Regions from separate parts of the Zea mays genome. Here all the other regions are linked to region 1. A link is a contact called in public Hi-C data. All regions are on one chromosome and are shown on one strand. The core of a region is the stretch at or near the end of the contact, and the rest is flanking DNA. Distances in the headings are between cores, read along the strand shown.

Evidence for each region. A called contact is a pair of places that touch in the nucleus more often than the background predicts.
Region 2: a contact with region 1 is called in a Hi-C map of leaf, with 6 times the contacts expected there. The contact joins the promoter of LOC103638009 here to the promoter of LOC100194080 in region 1. A contact is called at or near these places in 2 of 25 Hi-C or Micro-C datasets (ear and leaf).
Region 3: a Hi-C map of leaf shows a contact between it and region 1, with 5 times the contacts expected there. The contact joins the promoter of LOC103638008 here to the promoter of LOC100194080 in region 1. A contact is called at or near these places in 10 of 25 Hi-C or Micro-C datasets (bundle sheath, ear, endosperm and 3 more).

What each region holds. Positions count from the first base shown.
Region 1 is chr9:16,518,321-16,522,013 of Zm-B73-REFERENCE-NAM-5.0, reverse strand. It overlaps LOC100194080 (sulfiredoxin, chloroplastic/mitochondrial), which reads left to right and starts at 1,631. Exons shown (of 5, transcript NM_001309893.1): 1 at 1,631-1,794. The coding sequence starts at 1,641.
Region 2 is chr9:16,921,995-16,925,687 of Zm-B73-REFERENCE-NAM-5.0, reverse strand. It overlaps LOC103638009 (Telomere-associated protein RIF1), which reads left to right and starts at 1,990. Exons shown (of 9, transcript XM_008661009.3): 1 at 1,990-2,404; 2 at 2,884-2,945; 3 at 3,067-3,216; 4 at 3,499-3,675. The coding sequence starts at 2,140.
Region 3 is chr9:16,775,669-16,779,361 of Zm-B73-REFERENCE-NAM-5.0, reverse strand. LOC103638008 (26S proteasome regulatory subunit 6A homolog) reads left to right here and starts at 1,684. Exons shown (of 10, transcript XM_008661008.4): 1 at 1,684-2,067; 2 at 2,183-2,299; 3 at 2,781-2,888. The coding sequence starts at 1,804.

The DNA of each region.
Region 1 (3,693 bases), core at 382-2,881:
TATTTACTGTTCATGATAAGATCATTATGTTAATTAGAACATGGAGCAACCACCCAGGAAAACAGTGCTACCACAAGGTTACTATGGGACGCACTTGGCTGACTAATTAGGAAAGCTAGTGGATTATTACCTTAACCGAAAGGGACATGGGCAGTAGGGGAGTGGTCAGTGTAGGGAGGTCCTTGGGTTGATTTTGCTGCGATTGTGGTCAGGTGAGGGATCCATGTATTGGAGCTTCTTAGAAACTGTAGCGGTTATCTGAAGCTAGTGGAACTTTGTAAAGGCCTCGTGGTGTTACCCTGCCTCGCTTCCTTGGTAGAGGTGTATGGAAAATCGCGATCCCTTGGGAGATGGGTAACATGACTTGTGGGTAAAGATGTGCAACCTCCGCGGAGTATAAAACTGGTATATCAGTCGTGCTCACGGTTATGAGCGTCTCGGACCCTCACATGATTAATTTATGGAATTAAATTCAATTTGTCATTTGCATCGCATTAGGGTTTATTACTATTTTGATCTATTATCACTCTGGTTTGGTATTTACTTATATTTAGTAACTGCTAATAAAATTTGACCAACTTATTAAAAGCAATGCTCAGCTTTAACCCTTATTTATTGATTAGCCTTACACTTCACATGAACTCCCACCTTTGGTGAGTTCATGCACATTATTCCCACAACTTGTTGAGCTATGATCTTTTGTGAGCTCACTCTTGCGACATATAACCCCCCACAGGTGAAGAGCAGGTGGTCCAGGAAGAGCCCTATAATGAGGAGTACGAGTTGATCTAGGTGGCGTCTCCTAGTCAGCTTGATGGCGCCAAGGAATAATATTAGCATTTTATTATTATCATTTATTTTTGTAAGACTTCCACTATGTAATAATGATACTTGTGATATTTATCTCTATACACTTTTTTATTATATGTGATGTTTTTTTGGTGCACATATGAGATGCACCCGACTTTATTCCTTAAATCCGGGTGTGACACATGGGTCTAGAACAGAGGAGGGACGGTACCCCTGTAGGACCCTCTTTGTTGTATGTGGATTTTCGAACCGTACGACCATAAGGTTCGAACCATATGTAGGAGGTACAATATCCGTGCATGAATCTCTCTTCGGGCTCATAGACCGTTCGGACCATAGGTCCGAACTGTCTAGGAGAGGGACAATATCCCCACATAAACCTCTCTATAGGTTCGCAGCCGACCATATAGTCTAGACCTTCTGATGGAGGTACAATATCATGCAATAAATCTCTGTGCGAGTTTACGGACCAGACCCGGACCATGAGAGGAGGGATATCGTTTTTCCTCTTTAGTGTATGCATAACGTTTCACTTATGATTTAGCTGATTTTTAGCATTAGCATTCATTTCATTTTTAGATACTGAAGTATACTTTAGATTAGGAATAGTGTTAGGTGTCTGTCTGTCTCCTACTCTCCTTACTTGGAAAATCGATCTACTCGATGTTGTACATGCGTGACGCTCGAATCATGCCATTTCTGTGCTGATCGGCCCATTTGCTCTAACATCTAGCCCAGATAACTCTTGTGGTACACATCGACGCGACACTCTGACACGCTACGGCCTCTCGGCGGGGCCCGGCAACAGACCGGGCAGCAGCACGGCAGCCATGGCGTCGAGTTCGACCCTGGATTTGGCGATGGGCCCCGGCGCCCTCCTCCCCCGCAGCGCGGTCCCGTACGCCTCCTTCGCTCCAGGAAGGGGAAGGAGCGCGAGCGGAACGAGGAGCAGGAATCTGGCGCTCTCCGCTTCCTCCTCCAACGGTACTTGCATGATCCCCTTTTGTTAACACCTCTGATGAGGGAAGGCTGAAAAGTAGAGGAGAAGGAAGAAGGAGACGTGGAGAGGAAGATAGGATGGCGGCGTGTAGCTGTAGCTATCTGTTTTCCCGTGCGTTTCCCTTCCTTGTCCAGGGTTTAATACTAATTATTAGGTTGTCTCTACTCTAAATTTCGTCCTCTAAAGAAATATTCTTTATCCTTTACAACACTTTATAAAAGATTTCGTTCTCTATATCTAGACTTTCTCTAGCAATATCCTCTAAATTTCGTCCTTATCACATTTTCCATATTTTCACTAATATTATTAACCACAAATTTCTACCCAGTTATTTTCAATGTATTTCTAACTGAAATAAAAAAAAGAGAAAACGCTACAGACGGTGTGCATGCTCATCCTGCTGGTGATCTGTTGCTCGCTCTGCTTCATCTCGTTGGTGGCTGCGCGCGCTTGGGTTCCTCGCCGGCAGCCGGCAGCCATGCGCGCTCCTCCTCAACGCTGGCACCTGCACTCTTCTCCATGTCGACGACTGTGCTGTCTCCTTCTCGCCGGTGGCCGCGTGTGCTCCTGCTTCTTGCGGTGGCCGCACGCTCTGCTCCACGTTGGTTGTATGCTCTCCTCATCGGCGGCCGCACGACCTCCTTCCTTTTCCGGTGATATGGCGCGTGCGGCCTCCACCTTGTGATCTGGTGCACGTTCCTCCTCGGCAGCGGCGGCCGCTGTGATAGCGGATGCACAGGAAGACACTAAATGTAGCGGCCAAAGGACACCCTCTATCTTTTAGTGGATGAAATAGCGGTCGTTGTTGGGCGCCTTCAAACGAGTGAAGACGCTAAATATAGAGGACAGAACCATATACCGATCCTTGTTGGAGGCAGTCTTACAGACGCGGCCCAAATACGGCCATGTTACACGGCCCATTCTGGACCGGATATGCGAATGCTGGCTTTCCTCACGCGACGCGCCCTTCCTTCTGAAGCTGTGTTCTCAGTGGTTGTATCCTTCTTCTTCTCCGTAGTGTCCTTCTGGGAAGCGTTGCTCACATTCCCCTCCTCTTCAGACACCGCTTGCCCCCAAGCGGGTGCATGAGGAAACTTGGCCTTTAGAGCTTCGGCGTCCTCCCAGGTGGCCAGTGTAGGATCCAGGCCTGACCAGCGCGTTTTCACTTGTGCGACCATGGCGCCACCGCGCTGGATCAATCGACGGTCGAGCAGTTGTACTGGAACCTGTAAAACATGGTCAGCAGATGGTAAAACCGGAATCACAGAATGCTGCCTTCCTACTGACGCCTTGAGTTGTGATACATGAAAGACCGGGTGGATGGTGGCATGTTCGGGTAACTGCAGGCGGTATGCGACAGAACCAATGCGTTGCAGAACAGTATAGGGCCCGAAGAACTTGAAAGCCAATTTCTGATTGGAACGGGTAGCAACAGATGACTGCACATACGGATGGAGCTTGAGATAAACCTGATCTCCCACATTGAAACTGCGTTCGGATCGCTTTTGGTCAGCTTGGCGCTTCATTCTTGCCTGAGCTCGTTCCAGATGCTGCTGGACGAGACGTGATATAACCTCACGATCCTGGAGCCATGCTTGCAGATCTTGGGCATTGACAGCTTCTGATGTGGAGACTCCGAAGTAGCGGGGTGGGTGGCCATAGAGAACTTCAAATGGCAAACGACCAAGAGCAGAATGGTAATTTGTGTTATACCAAAACTCAGCAACGGAAAGCCAGTGACACCATTTTGTTGGACACGCATGAACAAAGCAGCGCAAATATGTCTCAATGCATTGGTTAACTCGCTCTGTTTGCCCATCCGACTGCGGATGATATGCAGAGCTCATACAAAGTTGTGTACCAGTCAACTGAAATAGTTGCTG
Region 2 (3,693 bases), core at 741-3,240, 400 kb before region 1:
TAACAAAATGCAGGAATTTTCTGGGTACCACATAAAGGTAATTCTCACTAATTATCTGCATGTGAATGAAACACATAAATGTGCATCATGCTGCAGTACATTATACCTCAATATACAACCCCTTCTATTTAGGACAGCTTGGGGATGGTCCATTAAACAACCTGACATCATCAGTTAGCATGCTCCACGGTTTAAAATGGGCTGGCTTGGGGTGTGTGTTACAGAGCATGTTGTGGTGGGTGCTTGATTTAGATTTTTGGATAGGTTTGGGCTACAACAGCTGACTGATTGGCTATGGGTTGGGGTGGATTAGACCCCCATTAGCAGGCTTATTCCAATATGATTCTTTGGGAGTCGGGTCCAACTGTTAGTTCATTCTCATAATGAAAATGGACGTGAGATAGATTCAGGTTCTTGTCTCGGACACATGAGATGGATTCACGTAGTTTGCTTATTATTATTGATTATTCTACTATTTTTGCCTTCTACAATTCTTCCTACTGGCAGGAGTATTTGGAATTCTAGAGTATTGTTCCCATCCAGATAGATTATCTCTGCCTAATAAATTCTGCCCATTGATTATTGCAGTAAGTTGCAGTCCGAGGTTCTCAAGGATGCCATCTCCCAGATAGTTCAGGATGCCAATAAGAATAGGAAGTTCACTGAGACTGTTGAGCTTCAGATTAGTCTGAAGAATTGTAATCCACAAAAGGACAAGCGCTTCAGTGGCTCTGTTAAGTTGCCTCACATCCCTCGTCCAAAGATGAAGAGGGCTGTGGCGATGACGAGGGCTGTGGCGATGGAGATGCCAGCGGCAAGCGCTTGACCAAGGAGATTTACGCTCGTCTGTGCCGATCCACCCTCTTTGATGCCGGCAGAAAGGTAAACTCATTTGGTCATTCCTCCATGGAGGTATTATGCTTGTTTGTTAGGGCCGATCTACTGTGGATGCGATTCTGTTATTAGCCTCGTATTTGCTTGAAATTGTCTATTTTTCTTAATAGCCATCCATGCTGTCTATTTTAGGAATTCTGGATTATGAAGAACAAGGGAGCCCTTTGCATAAGTATATCATCAAAGGCAATGACTATTACCAGGATAGATGATCGGAGGTACTGGAGCCACCTCGCCACAGGGGAATCAAGGTACTTCTTTTCTTTAAGGCTGTTATTTTGTATAGCTTCTCCTTGATATGTGTATCCCATTTCCTTTATATTTCTTATTACTGCAACTACTTTAAAGTTTCAATTTTAGTTCAGGTTTTGCAGCATCATATTGTCGCAGTAAACAACCATGGCATGCTGGAGAGGCTGGTGAAGCTCGAGTAGAAGCTAATGCAGCCAAGTCGCCTTAGCGACGCCGTTGGCGACGACGCGGTACTCAGCCTCTGCACTAGATCGAGAGACCGTCAGCTATCGCTTGCTGGACCAGGAGATGAGACAGACACCGAGGAACACGACGTATCCTAACGTGGAGCGATGAGTGTCCGGGCTCTCGACCCAGTCGGCATCTGTGTAGATAGTCAGCGTGTGCGGCGAGGAAGCACGAGCTACGAACAACTCGAGGTCGACGGTGCCGTGCAGATAGCGAAGGATGCGCTTGACGGCGGTGAGATGCGGCTCCCGAGGATCATACATGTAGAGGCAGACTTGTACCGCATAAGTGATGTTCGGACGGGTGAAGGTGAGATACCGCAAGGCACCGACCAGGTTGCGGTACAACGTCGACTCTGGAACCGGTGAGCCATCGGAGGAGAGCTTGGCCTGAGTGTTCATCGAGGTACTGCAAGGCTTGCACGCAGTCATGCCAGCGCGCTCCACAATCTCGAGGGTATACTGTCGTTGAGTGAGAACAAGGGACGAGCACAATATAACATATATTTTATATATAAGTTATCTTATTATTATATGTTCCCGTTGCAACGCACGGGCACTCATCTAGTAATACTAGAAGAAAATAAAAATGAACTAAACGGCAACGCTCTTCTTTCCCGAAAACAACTCAAACTGTCGTGTAATCGTGTTGTAAAAAAAAAAAGTCATGCTGTCATGTCCAGAACCTATACTACCGAAATGCAATGCGCGCGCGAACGCGTCACTTCCCTTCGCGCCAAAAGCAAAACCCTAGATCTCCACCTTCATGGAGCCGCCGCCGATGGACAGACAGGTGGCGGAGATTGCCTCGGAGCCCGACCGCGCCGCCGCGTACGCACGGTTGCTTCTCCTACAGCGCGGCTGCGCCGACGACGCCTCCTCCGCCGCCGAGCTCGCCGCGGAATTACCTTCCACCCTCCTCCCGCTCCTCCTCCGCGACGCGGCCGCCGATGACGAGGCCGTCGCCGCTTCTGCGCTCAAGTGCCTCGGCTTCGCGCTCTACCACCCCGTCCTCGTTTCTACTATTTCAGGTACTGTACTATTAGTTCTATGTGCTCGCATTTCTTCTGTTAAATATATCGGTGTAGGTTGACCAATATCTAGATTAGTGAACCAATTCAGCCTGGTGGGGTTAGCTTCTTCTGTTAATAAGGTTACATTGCTTCCGTTATGAAGTATATTACCCTCCAACTGTTTGCTGTATGATCAAAACTTAAAGGTTTTGCACTCGCAGACTCGCTTGAATCCGAACTCCACCAGCGTGTTTGGCATTTGTAATTCATTTTTTACTTCCTACTGTTGCTTGACAATTAACCTGAGCTCCTTCCATTTTGGAATGTTATTCGTTCTGTTTTTTCGACTATCACTTCTATTGCCAATATATTTAATCCCTTGGGTTTGTCCTTCTGAAAACCTGACTTGACGCGGTCCTCCTCATTTTTTTATACATGCCATACTGTTGAAATTGTTTTAAATAACCCAGCTAAAAATATATTTTCTTATTTTACAGCACAGATGACCCAATTGGTATTGGATACCTTGGTACATATAATCATGAGCACTCGGATGAAGGTTGATCCGGCTGACCATTTTTTCCTTTTCAAGATCTCAAGGTGCTAATTTTGTATGCAGAATGCATATTTGATCTTTTAGTATTTGATTCCCTTTTTTTCTGTTAATTATTTTACTACAGTCTGCTTGCAATTTGGGTGTCTGGTGCTTCTCGGTTCAACAACTGAACCCATTGATTATAGAGGATAGAGCAGATCCAATGCTTATTGCTATTGTTCATGCGCTCGACAATCCATTTGGTTCCTTGTCCACAACATTTGAGGCAGCTCAGGTTGTTTGGCACACCTAAACTCTGTTGTATTTCATCGCCTTTTTCTATGTTTTTGAAGGATTTCAATGTACTGGCTGCAGCTGAATTGTTCATGTAACTACATCCCACTTGCTTAGCGGTGTTTATTACAAAATAACCATACGCTTTCACGATGCTTCTAATTTCACATGAAGTTACCTCTAATCGTGCAAAAGTCTTACTTTTCTCCTTTTTTCTCTTCCTTTATCATCTATCATATTATGCTGCAATTTAGAACAGTGCCTTGAAAAACTTCTGCTGCAGGCTATCATGAAGCTTGGTGGTCAAAGTCCCAAAAGAATGAGGGACCTATCAAGCTTGTGGGTTCCACCAGTATACCGGAGACTCTTAAGTGCTGACAAGGCAGAAAGGGACATGGTAGAAAGGTGCCTTATTAAGGTGTCATGTGTTATTCTACCACCTCAACCTCTCCTTTCCAAGGTAATTAAAAGATCGCTG
Region 3 (3,693 bases), core at 435-2,934, 260 kb before region 1:
TGAATCCCCTACCAGCCCAAGATTTTTATATACGAGGGAGTATAGAGACACGCTCCGACGCTCGCGAGATTATTGACATTATGAAACACGACAGAACTGGTTTCGACGAAATGGAGACCTAGGTGAGGGCTTTGACATTTTAGAGGCGCAGACGACGAACAAACGCTGGTATGGAATTGATATAGTCATTAGCTGCCGCGAATAAGTATTTAGTTGCTTGAGCTCACGTCGTTTGCTACACCGCGGACCGCGCCGGCTGAGCTGGTCGGGCTCTTCTGCCACGACGCCGTGTAGCAGCGGAAGCGCACGCTGGTGGCCGCGTCCGCGGTCGCCGCGGCGGCGGCCGAGTTCGTGAGGGTGGCCAAGAAGCAGAGGCAGCTGGCGCTGTCGTCGCTCGACACGCTCCCAACGAGTGCCTCTTCGAGATCCTGCGCCGCGTGCTCGTGCGGCCACGGCCGCGGCTGCGGCGCCTCCGCCTGCGTCACCCGCCGCTGGCTCACGCTCCTCGGCAGCATCCGGGCCTCCGAGCAAACATGTCTCCCGCAGTGCATCGTGAAGTTGTACCACACGGTGAGGTCCTTCGTCCTGCTCACAGGCAACGAGGACTTCCGCATCAAAAAGTGCAAGACCATTTGGCCGGTCCCCGCAGACATAGAGAAGATGCTATGCCGCACTCTCGCGAAGAACAGAGATGGTTTGGTCGGCGGCCAGGAGTCCATTCGACCAGGAGTCCATTCAGTACAGGGATGTGGCAAACTGAAACAAAAACATCTCTTTCTGTGTGTCAACCTCTCTCTGACACTATCCCTACCATTCACAATCACACCACCCCTTGTCATGCATCAGATTAATGGACAAGAGTCAAGCAGCTGAATGTCAATCCTAATCAATCCAAGACAAACCCCAAGCAAGAAGTGAAAAATGACGATAGAAAGTCTCTAATGGTATGTACAGGTTAAATGTTCTTGGAAAAGCCCCTGAAGCCTTGGATCAGCAGGCAGAACCCCTGCCCCGACGCCCCACCGGCTGCCGCCTTCTGCCGCCGACCGGTCGGCGTCACCGGCAGCTTGTCCGGCTCATCTCCGTCGCGTAAGCAACCGTCGACTGTCCACAACTTTGCCTCTGACGCGCCGCGCGCCTGGAACGTGAACACGACGCAGGAGGAAGACGAGTGCGGCAACTCGACGGCGGGCGCGTGGGCGTGGAAGAGCCAACCGTGCAGGTCCCACGTCATGTCGACGGGGGCGCCGCCGTCGAGGAAGATGGTGTGGCAGCCGCGAAAGTTCCAACGGAGCCGGCGGAGCTGCACGACCCTGAGGCCGTCGATGGTGACCCAGGTGACGTCGATGAGTAGCTCCTTCCCGCGAGCCGCGAGCGGTACGTGGTGGTCACTCCGCAGCCGCAGCTTGCCGCCGCCGTAGTGCCGCCCTGGCTCCGCGGCACCAGCTCCCGCACCTCCCGGGCGGCCGCCGCGACGTCCCGCAGGAGGTTCTCGAACGCATCGTACCTGTTCTCGTCGCCCGTGGAGACGGTGATGTGCGCGAGGCCCGCGTGGAGCCGGTTGAGTCGGTCCCTGATGAGCTGCCACTTGAGCGGGAACAACGTCGCCGATAAGGAGGCAGAGCTCAGCCGGCGCCGTCCGCGGTGTAGCAAACGACGTGAGCTAAAGCAACTAAATCCTTATTCATGGTAGCTAATGACTAGATCAATTCCATATTAGCGTTTGTCCGTCGACTGCGCCTCCAAAATGTCGAAGCCCTCGTCTACGCCTCTATTTTGTCGAAAGTTGTGCCGTGTTTCATAATGTCAATAATCTCGACGGCTCGCGACAGAGGGAAAAAAACTCAGAAACCCAACTCGCTCGTTCCCGCAACTCGCATCTTCTCGTCGACAGCTCCAACTCCGGAACCCTTGTCGCCGGCGCCGGCGATGTCGTCATCTACCGCCCCCGCCCCGGCGGCGGCGATGGCCGTGGACGATGCGGAGGACGACCAGCTCGCCTCCATGTCCACGGAGGACGACATCCGGGCCTCCCGCCTCCTCGACAACGAGATCCGCGTCCTCAAGGTGAGCGAGCCCAGTCTTAGATCGGAACCTCGCGGTTTTGGAACCCTCGTTTGTTCGTCGTTAGGGTTTGCGTCTGATCTGTTGGACTTGTTTGGTTTTTTCCGGCGGTACCCAGGACGAGTTGCAGCGGACGAACCTGGAGTTGGAGTCGTTCAAGGAGAAGATCAAGGAAAACCAGGATAAAATTAAGCTCAACAAACAGCTACCCTACCTCGTTGGCAATTTCGTTGAGGTTCAGTCTCCTTCCATTCGATAAAATCCCTGCGTGTGATTGTTGCCCTGGGTTAATTTGAGGCCAGGGAAGTGAATAGGTGAAAATGATTTGGTCTATAATCACATGATTTGGTGTGACAGCATACTTAACTGCTTGTGCTATTATATTATGTTTGTTCATTTATAATTTCATGTTATACACACCAATGCCGCACGTAATCAGGAACAGAGCACACTTTCCTCTTGTGCAGACACTTCAAATTAGTTAGCGTAGTTTGTCTTTAGTACACCATTGGTTCTTTAATTGAGTAACCGTGGTCTGGCTAAGTATCCAGAGATTCATAAACTTGGAACTTGATAACTGGTTTATAACCAACTACCTTAGCTTCCAAAATTTCGAGTCTCTGAGTCGTATACAATAATTTTTGAACATTTGATGGTTTGAACATTTTGTTTATGAGTTACTCATATATGACTTGCCCTTTTCTCAACTGTTCTAGATCTTGGAAATGAATCCTGAGGATGAAGCTAAGGAGGATGGTGCTAACATTGATTTAGATTCACAAAGGAAAGGAAAATGTGTTGTTCTGAAGACCTCCACAAGACAAGTGAGCAATCTGTTCTCTGCTCATCAGGGTCATGTCTCTTTTGCTGTTCTTTTTTTGTGTGTCCATATACTGTATACAGTCCACTTTCTAAATCTTTGACCACTAATATGCATACAACATGAAGATTTATCACATGAAAATATAGTACAGGAGATTCTAGGTCAAAAGTACAACCAACAATTTTGTTGCTGCTAACATGTGAAAAAGGTAGCAAAGGGTATGTATTGGGTACCCAGGACAATTAGTCATATAAGACATTTGGGTTATGTTTGTACTACTTTTGATCCAGGTAGTCATTTTTTTTGTTTAAAACCATAACTTATTAGGTATTGACACATTGTCATGTCTGACCCTAATAACAATGTTATATTGTAATGGCTCTACTGTATGGATTATGTTATGACAGGGAAAGTCTATAGTAGAAGGGATAAGGCTGTAGAGCCAAAGCATTAGATAAGGCTAAAAGGTAGCCGAGTTGTTATGATAAGTATTAAGAGTCTGTTAGTAGATCCTGTAATTAGGGGAGTCTGTTACCAGGTCGTGTAAATAAATATATCCCCTGGACCCTGTTGAGGGCAGACAAGTTCAATCTAAAAAGAGGAGATTTCCTCCTTGGTTTATATTTGGGAATCTCATTTAAGTAACTGTTGGAGCATGATTTTTTTGCTAATAACAACCTAAATTAATTTTAGTGACTTTTTAGGGGACTATTGAAGATGCTCTAATAACTGATATCTAAATGCTTTATCAAGAAATGAATCAACATATGCCGCTGCAAATATGAAACTCACCACATTAGGTGAGG